2 separate regions of the Pan troglodytes genome follow, and region 1 is linked to region 2. The links are chromatin contacts, called in public HiChIP or PLAC-seq maps. All regions are on one chromosome and are shown on one strand. Each heading gives the region's core, a stretch centred on a gene start, on an enhancer-like site or on the middle of the called end of the contact. The rest is flanking DNA. Distances are from core to core; before and after follow the strand shown.

Evidence for each region. HiChIP or PLAC-seq counts read pairs in DNA pulled down with a chosen protein or histone mark.
Region 1: an H3K4me3 HiChIP or PLAC-seq map of stem cell-derived excitatory neurons shows a contact between it and region 2, with 2.8 times the contacts expected there. The contact joins the promoter of HAPSTR1 here to the promoter of USP7 in region 2. A contact is called at or near these places in 1 of 7 Hi-C or Micro-C datasets (stem cell-derived neural progenitor cells) and 1 of 1 datasets of contacts at active chromatin or transcription factors (stem cell-derived excitatory neurons).

The regions. Positions count from the first base shown.
Region 1 is chr18:11,722,937-11,728,393 of NHGRI_mPanTro3-v2.0_pri, reverse strand. It overlaps HAPSTR1 (HUWE1 associated protein modifying stress responses), which reads right to left and starts at 2,368. Exons shown (of 4, transcript XM_016929391.4): 1 at 1,700-2,368; 2 at 962-1,042. The coding sequence starts at 1,925. LOC107968784 reads left to right here and starts at 2,480. Exons shown (of 2, transcript XM_016929392.4): 1 at 2,480-2,839; 2 at 3,007-5,296. The coding sequence starts at 2,580. The coding sequence ends at 3,475.
Region 2 is chr18:11,595,277-11,600,527 of NHGRI_mPanTro3-v2.0_pri, reverse strand. It overlaps USP7 (ubiquitin specific peptidase 7), which reads left to right and starts at 2,607. Exons shown (of 31, transcript XM_024349753.3): 1 at 2,607-3,302. The coding sequence starts at 3,224.

The DNA of each region.
Region 1 (5,457 bases), core at 1,119-3,618, 130 kb before region 2:
AAATGCACAAAATTCCATTACTGTTCTGAGCAACTCTTAAAAGTCTGAAAACATTTAATCACATATTTCTTAAGATTAACAAAGTCAAATCCTTTTTCCATAAAAATCTTGCCAAAAAAAAAATCAACCCCAAATTTCTCAATCTTCAAAACCAGTAAGGCACAAAATCTAAACCTACCGTTACCAAGAATGCACAAATGGGCAAGAACGTTTACTTACACATCTCCATGTCATCACAAAGGGAGGGGGATTAACTCCAGAAAGGAACCACCATAAAACAAACCTATGGACTCAAAACTCTGAACAGAATTCCTGCCAGCAACTTATAATCAGATATAGGATCGTTTTAACAGAAAACACTTGATCAAATTGCTAGAGAAGAGCAGCACGTTAACATGCGCGCAGATGACTCCGATTAGCAAGCTTTCAAGCACTTCAAAACTATATAGACTGCCACGCTTTCAAATGCCTAACTCAAGAATCTTTTCCATAAAGTTCGTCCCACTTCCGACTGTAGTACAAAAAACATCAACTCTTATCTTCCCTCAATGTCTTTTCCAGAGGGAAGCAAGGCTCAGCCGTCTTCCAGCTCAACGCTTCTCAACCTGAGCACTACTGACTTTAGGGGCAGGATAATTCTTCGCTGAGAGGGGGCCGGGGCGGTTATCTCGGGCACTGCAGGACCTTCAGCAGCCTCTATACACTGGGTGCCCAACAACAGCCCCTTCTAGAAGCCAACCAAAAACGTCCCCAGGCGTTGCCATCTGTCCCGGGGGGCGGAGGGAGGTGTCAAAATCGCCTCCGGTGGATCTAGCTAGAACACCGCCGGGATTCTCAAGTTGCAAGGTATTCAAGGTTAGCAGCTGGGCTGGGGAGCAGAAAACACACTTGGAACGCAGGGCAGACACCCTGACGCAGGCGGCCCTTCCCTGAATCGGCAATGCAGCAAGGTTATCTTTACCTTTGTAGAGGTTGGTGACGGCGGTGGCTGCGTTTTGGAAGGGGACCCAGAGAGAAAGTCCTGGCTGCTGACACACTCGGTCTGAAAAGCAAGCCAAAAAAAAAAAAAAAAACCAAAAAGAAAAAAGAAACACACATAGAAAGAGAAAGAAACAGAACAAGAATGTTATTTGGGCGTCAATCACTCCGGAACGGCCATATTAGGTTTCGCCATTTTGTTCAGGGGTTTCGGGATCCCAAACCCAGTGTGAGGACCGGGGGGCAGGGAGGTCGCGGCGGGGAAAAGGGGATGCCGCAGAGCTCAGGGGCACAGATCAGGGACGAGCCGCGGCGCAGGGAAGCGCCCCCCCGGCAGTCCCCGCCCCGAGGCCGGCTCAGGGCACAATGGGGCCGCCCCGCCGTCTCCCTTCGCCATTTTGTGACGGGGGATCCTCCTCTCCCCTCTCCGGGCCGAGAGAGACACCGGGTGGCCGGGCCCGGAGAGCGGGGACCCTCGGACCACCCCAAAGCGGGGCTCCCCCTACGCCGGCTCTGGCCTGTCCCCCCAACCCCGGGCCTCCCTCCCGCGGCGCCATCTTGCGGGAAGGGGGCGGCAGGGCCGCGGAGCCACCGGCCGGGATCCCCGAGGCCGCCTCCGTCGCGGCCCCCCGAAGCGGCCGCTGAGCCGACAGGGCCAGGGCCGGGGCCGGGCCCGGGCGGGGGCGGCCAAGCGGTACCAAGATGGCGGCGGCGGCCTCACCTTTGTAGAGCTGGGCCACGGCGGTGGCCGAGTTCTGGAAGAGGTGCCACAGCTTCTGCTGCTTGTGCTCGGGCTGCGCGGCGGCCGCCGCCTCCTCCTGCAGCTCGGGGGGCAGCTGCTCGTCCTGTTCGGCCTCGGCCAGGCACTGCCGCTCCCACTTGGAGAACCAGTGCTCGGGCCCGTGCTCCTGGATCTCAGCCTCGCCCTCCTCCTTCCGCTCCTCCATCCTCCGCGGCCTCCCGCGGCCTCGCCGCCACCGCCGCCGCGTCCTCCTCAGGCGGGGCCCCCGCGGGAGCGTCGTCGTCAAGCGGCCTGGCGGCAGGGCCTGGCGACCGACGGCGCCTTCTCCTTTCAGCGGCCCAGGCCTCCTGCACCCCGACGGCCGGCGAGCCCCGCCCCGCGGCCCCGTGCAACCAGGGACGACCCCCGCCCCAGGCCTTCCCACCCCCGGGCCCGGCCGAAGGTCGCCACGGACCAGATAACCGCTGCCGCCCCTCGCCTCGGCCGCCGCAGCCTGTCTAAAGCCCCCCCATGGCGCTGCGGCCTCCCCACTGCCGCCGCCGCCGCTGATCGCCGAGCCCTCCGCGCAGCTCGGCCCGCACCGCGGAGCCCACCCCAAGACTGAGCAACGTCGTCGTCGTCGCCACCGCCGAGGACGGCTCTGCGGCTGCTGGTCCCCGCCCTACCCCGCCCACAAGCTGACAGGAGAAGCACCGCCCACTGGGCCCAAGCTACCCTGCCCGGTTGAGGCGTGGCCGCTCCAAGGGCCCCTATTAGTCGGATCCGGCCGGTTCCGCGTGGCGGCTTCTGAGCACAGCGTCGTGATTGGTTCTTCGGCCTGTCTGCCTGACGTAACCAATTGGCTGGGGGAAGGGAGTGAATGTCAGGAAGGATGAAGAAGGAGGAGGGGGAGGAGCTGACAGTGGTTGCGTCCGAGCCAAGGGGGCGGGTGGGGGGTGGAGGGGAAGAGCTACAAGGGATGCGCATGCGCACTTGCTCGCTGCTCCCCCCGCTCAGGGGCGTTGAGTGGGGATCACGTGACCGGGCCCAGCGACCGCACCCCGCGGGAGCTTTTCCGGCGTTTACAGGCCCTGGGGGATGCAAAGTCGAGTGCGGCTCCTGTGCCGCGGGCACTGAGAGGTATAGTGGGTGGTAGCGTGCTTACTTCAGCCCCTGGGGCTCCCAAAGGGAGGAGGGTAGTAGAGAAAGTGAATAAAACGCCCAACTCGTGTCCAAGTTTGCAAAGCGCTTTCCTATTCTTTTGAGTACTCCCTTTTTTTTTTTTTTTTTTTTTTTTTTTTTTTTAGACGGGGTCTTGCTACGTTGTCGAGGTCTAGACTGCTGGCCTCAGGCGATCTTCCAGCCTCCCAGGGCGCTGGGATTACAGGCTTGAGCCACCGCGCCCGGCCCAGAGTCCCATTTCTTAGACGGGCAAATCGACCATCACAGCCAAAGAAAAACTTCCGAGTTGCGAAGTCGGCTCAGTTGCCCCTGCGCCCTGGCGTCCCCCGAGGACGTCGCGCCTTCCCGGTGGACAGGACCTCGGCGGCCGCCCGCGGAGCCAAGGATAACCCGACGGCCGACGGTGCCCGGTGCCCGCACGCGTGCGTCTGCGCCTTTGCGCGCGCGGCGGCCCCCGCACCTGTCCCGAAAAGCACACTCCCAGGCCACGTGCATGCCCCGCGTCACGTACCGGCCCCTGCCTTCCCCGGCCGGAACCCGCGTGGCGGTGCCGAGCGCTGCGCCCGCCCCTACTCCCCCAGCAGTGCGCGATAGCTGGACGCCCCTGCGGCTGCGCGCCCCCCTCCCCTGTCGGGGCTTTCTCCAGGGTCTGAGGCCCCGGAGAAGGCAGCAACGCAGACAGGCGGTGACCGCACAGAGGTAAAACCCACCATCCCCACCTACATGCCCACGGCAGGCACCAGCCGGCCTGGAGCGGCGGAGGGCGCCGGCCAGAGGCAGCGTCGCCCGCAGCCTGCGATAGTGCGCTTGCACAGAGCAAGGCGGCTTTGGAAGAAAATCTGACCCCCTCACCGCGGCCTGCAAACCCCTGCAGGATCTGGCCCTGGCGCCTCTCACACAATCCCCTACTTGGCTTGTACCTTGCGCACTCCCCCTCTTCCCCCACTCGCCTGGACGCTCACACACTGGCCTGCCTTATTTCCCTGGGACACTAGGCTCTTTCCTGCCCCAGTCTGCTATCTCTGGAAGCTCTTCCTCCTCCTCTATCCTCAGATAGCTCCTGTTCAGGCTACTAGGACAAGCCTAAAGTAGCACCCTTCACACTGTCTCGTATTGCCTGGTTATATTATTTCATAACATCAATCACTATCTAAAATGCTAAATTAGGCCTGGCGCGGTGGCTAAAAAACAGGTTTCCAATTGTAGGGAAGAATATAAAGTGAAAAGCAAACAAAAATCATTCTACCTACCTCATTCTACATCCTCCCAATCCTATTCCCAGGAAATAACTTGTGACCTTTGAAAACGGAGTTATGTGTACGTCGAGTGTGTATGTGTGTGTGTACCTATATACAAGTATGTCCCTTCTTAAGGAAAAAAAAAGATGATTTTATGTGTACTATCCTACAAGCCTTTTTTCCTTAACATAATTTGGATGTCTTCACATTGGGACCTAAAGACTTATTTATTCTTTTAAAATATTGCAAAGAATTTCATTGTATGGATTCACTATAAAGTATTTAACAGGGCCCCTATTGATACAAATTTAGGTTGTGACCAGTCTTTGGCTATTATAAACAATGCCATAATGAACATCTTGTACATATGTAATACAGTGAACATCCTTGCATATATACATATGTGTATTGAATATATATCCTCAGAAATAGTATTTTAGAGTCACAAGGTATATGAGTTAAATATTTTAGGAGGGTAGGCATGGTGGCTTACACCTATAATCTCAACAATTTAGGAGGCCAAGACGCAAGGATTGCTTGAACTCAAGAGTTCAAGACCAGCCTAGGCGACATAGTGAAACCCAGTCTCTACAAAAAGATACAAAACACAGCCAGGCATGGCGGCACACACGTGTAGTTCCAGCTACTCAGGAGGCTGAGGCGGGAGGATTGCTTGAGCCCAGAAGGCATAGGTTGCAGTGAGCCGAGATAGTGCCACTACACACCAGCCTGGGTGACAGAGTGAGACCCCATCTCAATCAATCAATCAATAAATAAAACTGCCTGCTGAGTGTAGGATCAGTGGTTGTTGATATGTCAATGTCTACATTTCTGCATTCGCGGTAGCACGTGGGAAGTCCAGGCCTGCACATGTAGGTATGACAAAGGAGAGAGCACAGCTGGACGATTTCGCTGCCTGCAGGCTCCACTTCAAAAGCCACACACCACTTTGGACAGTCCAAAGATTTCGAGTTTTTACAGAATGAAGGCTGCTCTTCTTCTCCTTCATGTAACTCAGACGCTGTTCCAGAAGCCTCTGGCCTTTTCTTGTAAGAACATAATATTTCAGCCATAGATAAAAGAAGGAATGATATTGAATAGCATAAACGCTGGCTCTATAATAAATATTTGTCAGTTAGAAAAAACAGTCTAAAGAAAAAGGAATAAATATTGAAAAGCACCACCTATCTGCTTGATTTCCATGACCCCGAGCTTTGTGTTAACCTCTAAGAGTTTCTTTTTTGTTGTTGTTTCGAGACGAAATCTCGCTCTGTCGCCCAGGCTGGAGTGCAGTGGCGTGATCTCAGCTCACTGCAACCTCTGCCTCCTGGGTACAAG
Region 2 (5,251 bases), core at 1,358-3,857:
CAGCCTCCCAAAGTGCTGGGATTACAGGCGTGAGCCACCGTGCCTGGCCAGATTGGTTTTGAACTCAGTGATGAGGATAAGGTTGGCCAATGTGAACTGACAGCCACATACATAACTTTCTGCCACCTCTTCCTCTGCCAGAAAGGCACTTTCTTCCCTCCTCCAAGCTTCCAGAATACTAGAGAGAAGGACTCTTTTGCATCTGAGCGCTGTTGATTAGCATTTGTGAGAATCTGTGTGAATAACAATACCTCTTCTTCAGATTCTGGGGGTGACCCAAGGGATTCCTTTGAAGTGACTGGGCTCTCCCCTGCTCACCTCTGTGGTCTGGCAGGAAATATACTGGTGAAAAACCTTCAAGTGTATGAAATGCTGGTGAGGGGGATCCAGTCACGCTTGAATCATATGTTCATTCAACCAGTTGACTAATGATTGATTAATTGATTGGCTGATTGAGATCAGGTTTCCCTATGTTGCCCAGGCTGGTCTCCAACTCCTGGGCTCAAGTGATTGATCCTCCCGCCTCAACCTCCCAAAGTGCTGGCATAAGGGGTGTAAGCCACTGTGCCTGGCCCATTCAACCAATATTTATTTATGTATTTATTTATTTTAGATGGAATGTCACTCTATTGCCCAGGCTGGAGTGCAGGGGTGTGATTAGCTGACTACAGCCTCCACCTCCTGGGTTCAAGCAATTCTCCTGCCTCAGCCTCCTGAGTAGCTAGCATTACAAGCGTATGCCACCATGCCCAGCTAAGTTTTTTGTACGTATTTTCAGTAGACATGAGGTTTCGCCATGTTGGCCAGGCTAGTCTCGAATTCCTGACCTCAGGTGATCCGCCCACCTCGGCCTCCCAACGTGCTGAGATTACAGGCGTGAGCCACCGTGCCTGGCCCAACCAATTTTTTTTTTTTTTTTTTTTTTGAGATGGAGTTTCGCTCGTTGCCTAGGCTAGAGTGCAATGGCGCGATGTCAGCTCACCACACCCTCCACCTCCCGGGTTCAAGTGATTCTCCTGCCTCGGCCTCCTGAGTAGCTGGGATTACAGGCATGCGCCACTACGCCCGGCTAATTTTGTACTTTTAGTAGAGACGGGATTTCTCCATGTTGGTCAGGCTGGTCTCAAACTCCCGACCTCAAGTGATCCGCCGGTCAGGCTGGTCTCAAACTCCCGACCTCAAGTGATCCGCCCGCCTTGGCCTCCCAAAGTGCTGGGATTACAGGTGTGAGCCACCGCGCCCGACCTGGCCCAACGAATTTTTATTGAGCACTTGCTGTGTATCCCAGGCATTTGTGATACAACAGTGAGCAAAACATTCTTTCGGGGGGAAGGGAGATGAACAGTACATAAATGGGAGAAAAATGCAGGGAAAGCGGGTATAGGGAGATGGAGAGAAGACAGGTACCACAATCTTCTGGCCTTGTTAGGGTGAAATTCTATTCTCCCCTGAGATGTGTAGAAATGTATATCGGTTTGCTCCACTTTTATTGACCCACACTGCCTTGATTAACTGGAAAAGTTGAGACCCTAATCATCAGTCTGTCAATGACTGAATGAGACAGGACAAGAGATATATTCACCGAATGTCTCCTGGAATAGGGAGGCCCCGGGTGAATGATCCCAGACTGGGTTGATAGGAAGGAAGTAAATTAATGCCAAATGTGAAGGGTAGTGGGCTTGTTTTATTTTTATATTATTATTTTATTATCACTATTAGTTGAGACAGGGTCTCATTCTGTTGCCCAGGCTGGAGTGCAGTGGCGCCATCTTTGATCACTGCAGCCTCAGTCAACCTCCCAAGCGAACCTCCAGCCTCAGCCTCCCAAGTAGCTGTCACTACAGGCACGAGGCACCACACCCGGCTAATTAAAAATACATATCAAAAATATAAAAACAAAACCCAAAAAATTTGTAGAGAGGGTGGTCTCTTACTCTTGGCCTCAAGTGATTCTCCCACCTCGGCCTCCCAAAGTGCTGGGATCACAGGTGTGAGCAGCTGCGCCCCGCCTGGGGTTGCTCTTGAGGAGCCAAACTTTGCCAGATTAGGCTGACAGTGAGAAAATAAATTCTTCCACGGTAGATACTGGGTGAAAAAGTGCACGTCAGCGGGCGAGGGTAAGTAACGACAATAACAGGAACTTCTAGGCGCTGACCCCAAGCTCCCTTCCGGGCCCTATCCCGAGCAGTCCCCGGGCAACCTCCAGCGCTCGCCCCAGCGCGCTAGGCTGGGACCTGAACCCCGGCTGCCGGGTGGCTTCTGGGCCCCTCCTCATTGCCGCTCCTGGGTCTTTCGGGGTGTCCGGCTCCCCAGGATAGGAAGGATTCCGGATCACTCCCGCAGGGCTAAGTCACCGGGCGGCCTGCCTCGGCCCCCAGGGCCCGGGGGCAGGGAGCGCCGAGGGTCCGCCGCGGGGCTGCGGGGCAGGCGGTGCCGGGGCGCGGCGCTGCGGGGCAGGCGGGCCTCGGCGGCGGCGGCAGGCGGGTCGCTCCCTGCTCCGCCTCCCGTGCTCCGCCCTGCGCTCCCGCTCCGCCCTCCGGCTCGGCGCCCGCCCGCTTGCTCTCCTCGCTCGCTCGCTCGCTCGCTCCGCGGCCCCCCATGCGGATGTGACATTTCACGCCGCCGCCATTTTGAGAGCGAGCCGAGCCGAGCTGCCGGGCGCCGCGTCCGCTGCCGGAGCCCCGACGACGACGCCGAGGAGGCGGAGGCCGCGGCTCTCGGAACGCGGCCGGCCCGTCGCCCGCCCGCTCCGCCGCTCCCGCCGGCCCCAGGGCCCGCAGGCCCGCCGCGGCCGGCCAGGCCTCCCGTCCGCCGCGCCCGGCCCGAGGCGGGGCTGACTCCGCGGCCCCCGACCGGCCGCCCTCCGCCCCCGGCCGGCCCGCGGCCCCGCAGCCCCGGCCCCGGCGGCGGGAGGCGGGCCCCGCGGCGGCGGCGGCGGCGGCCGCAGCGAGCGACGAGGCCGCCCGGCCCGGCCCGCCGGCCGCCCGCCCGCCTCGGCGCCGAGATTGGGCGAATCGCGAGCAAGTACGTGCGCGTCTCCCTGCCGCCGCCGCCGCCCGCCGCGGGCCGCCCCGGGGCCGCCGTCGCCGACGACGCGCGGGAGGAGGAGGAGGAGGCCGCCCCGCCGCCGCCGCCGCCGCCGCCGCCCCGGCTCGCCGCCGCCCGCCCGCCGGGCTCGCAGCCCCGGCCCCCGGCCGCAGGCGAGGCCCAGGCCGCGGCCGACATGAACCACCAGCAGCAGCAGCAGCAGCAGAAAGCGGGCGAGCAGCAGTTGAGCGAGCCCGAGGACATGGAGATGGAAGGTGAGGCCCGAGGGCCGGCCGCGGCGGGGCCGGGGGGCGCCTTTCATTGTGGCCGGGGGAGCCGCGGGAGCCACGCGAGGGGCTCGCCATCTTTAACCAGGCCCCGGGCGGCCGCCGGGCCTCGGCCTGGCCTCCCGGCCCCGGCCCGGCGAGGCTGCAAAGTCATGCCGGGTCCGCGGGCGAGGGGCGGCCGCCGGGACCCCGGCCCCGTGCATTGTCCCGACCTCGCGTCCGCCGGGCCTCCCCGGCACAAAGCGCCCGGAGTTGTAAATTCGAGCGCTCAGGCAGCGGAGGGACGGAGGTGTTTTCTCACCCAGGTTGGGAGGCGGACTCCGGGGACCGTCCCCGTTCTGGGGCGTCCGGTTGGATCTGGTGTGGCTGGGGAATTCCTGATCTCCCCGGGCGCGGGTCTCGCCCGCACCTGCTCCGGTGCGCTCCCCCGGAGGGCGCGCCGTGGCTCGGAAGCGCTCTTCCAAATCACTTTCTAACAGCACTGCCTAGCGTCGGGCTTACGTTCGAAAACACCTGCAAGGAACGCAGATGTTGTCAGGTTTTGGACTGGCCCAGAGTTCTGACCCGGGCGCTGTTGGTTTCCGAATCCACCTGTTTTTCGGGGAGTTCGTACCTGGCAGTGTGTGGTGCAGCCAGCATCCGGCCAGGTGTGCGCTTGCAACCGTGCGAAAGCCCCGCCGCACATGGCTGCCTGCATCAGAATCAAACCTGACTCGAAAGGTAACTCGGTTTTCTGCCGATGTGGCAGTAATTTTCCAAGGCACTGTAGTTTGAGGTATAGAGTCTTGGTTATAAAGGTTGGATGTAAAGACACTGTAAAGAGAAGGGTGTTGGATTTACGGAGTTGGTCATTGGAAGGCACTTTTTCTCACGACCCATTTCACTGAAACAAAGCAAAGTCCAAATGGTCTTTAAAAAGTTTTCTTACCTACGTGACGAGTTCAGGCTGTCGGGAGTCAAATGGAGGCCACCTGAATGGAAAGGGCGTGGAATGCTTTAGTTTTGCTTTTAGCAAGGGATCTTGGGTTGCCTCAATGAATGAAGCTCCAGGGGAGCTCAGGAAAAGCAGTATTTGTCCTGTGCGGTGGTTCCAAGTGTGGGGCGCTGCACATCGGTTGGTGGGAACACTTAAGCGTGACTGGTGTTCACCTCTGAATAGAATAACTTACTTCCAGTAATTGGATAGTCACTGAAAAAATGTCTGGCCAGGTTGCAAATGGCATAGTGGCTGGGATTCTGCAGTAGGCACTCCCCAGTGGTATTTATCAATGGCAGTAATGGGGGACAGAAGAGCGGAGTCCACGCCAAGGACTGGGTTATCTGTTTCACTTGGCCCCAGCAAAGCAGCAACTAAGAGCGCCTGGTATGTGTGATTAAACCAAATAGCTGAAAAGAAGTACTTTACTGAGGGAATTTTGTGTATTCCTTTTGTGCTGTATTTTGCAGCCCATCTAAAACATAAAAGAGGGTTGCTTTTCAGTTTCCTTTTCAGATGGTACCCGGTCAAGACAAATATCCAATAACACGAGCATATGGATTTCCCGTGACATTGTCCTACCGCTTTCCAGGTGTTTTTGGACACTAGTGAGAATTAATAAACAGACATTACTGCAGAGCATGTGTGTTACAGACCTGTATCTTTGGGAAAATGACCAGGTCCACAAATTTCAAGGTCTTTGCTCCGCACCCCCCCTTTTTTTTTTTGACACGGAGTTTTGCTGTTGTTGCCCAGGCTGAGTGCAGTGGCGCGATCTCGGCTCACTACAACCTCCGTCTCCCGGGTTCAAGCGATTTTCCTGCCTCAGCCTCCCAAGTAGCTGGAATTACAGCCATGTGCAACCACGCCTGGCTACTTTTGTATTTTTGTTAGAGACGGGGTTTCTCCATGTTGGTCAGGCTGATGTCGAACTCCCGACCTCAGGTGATCTGCCCGCCTC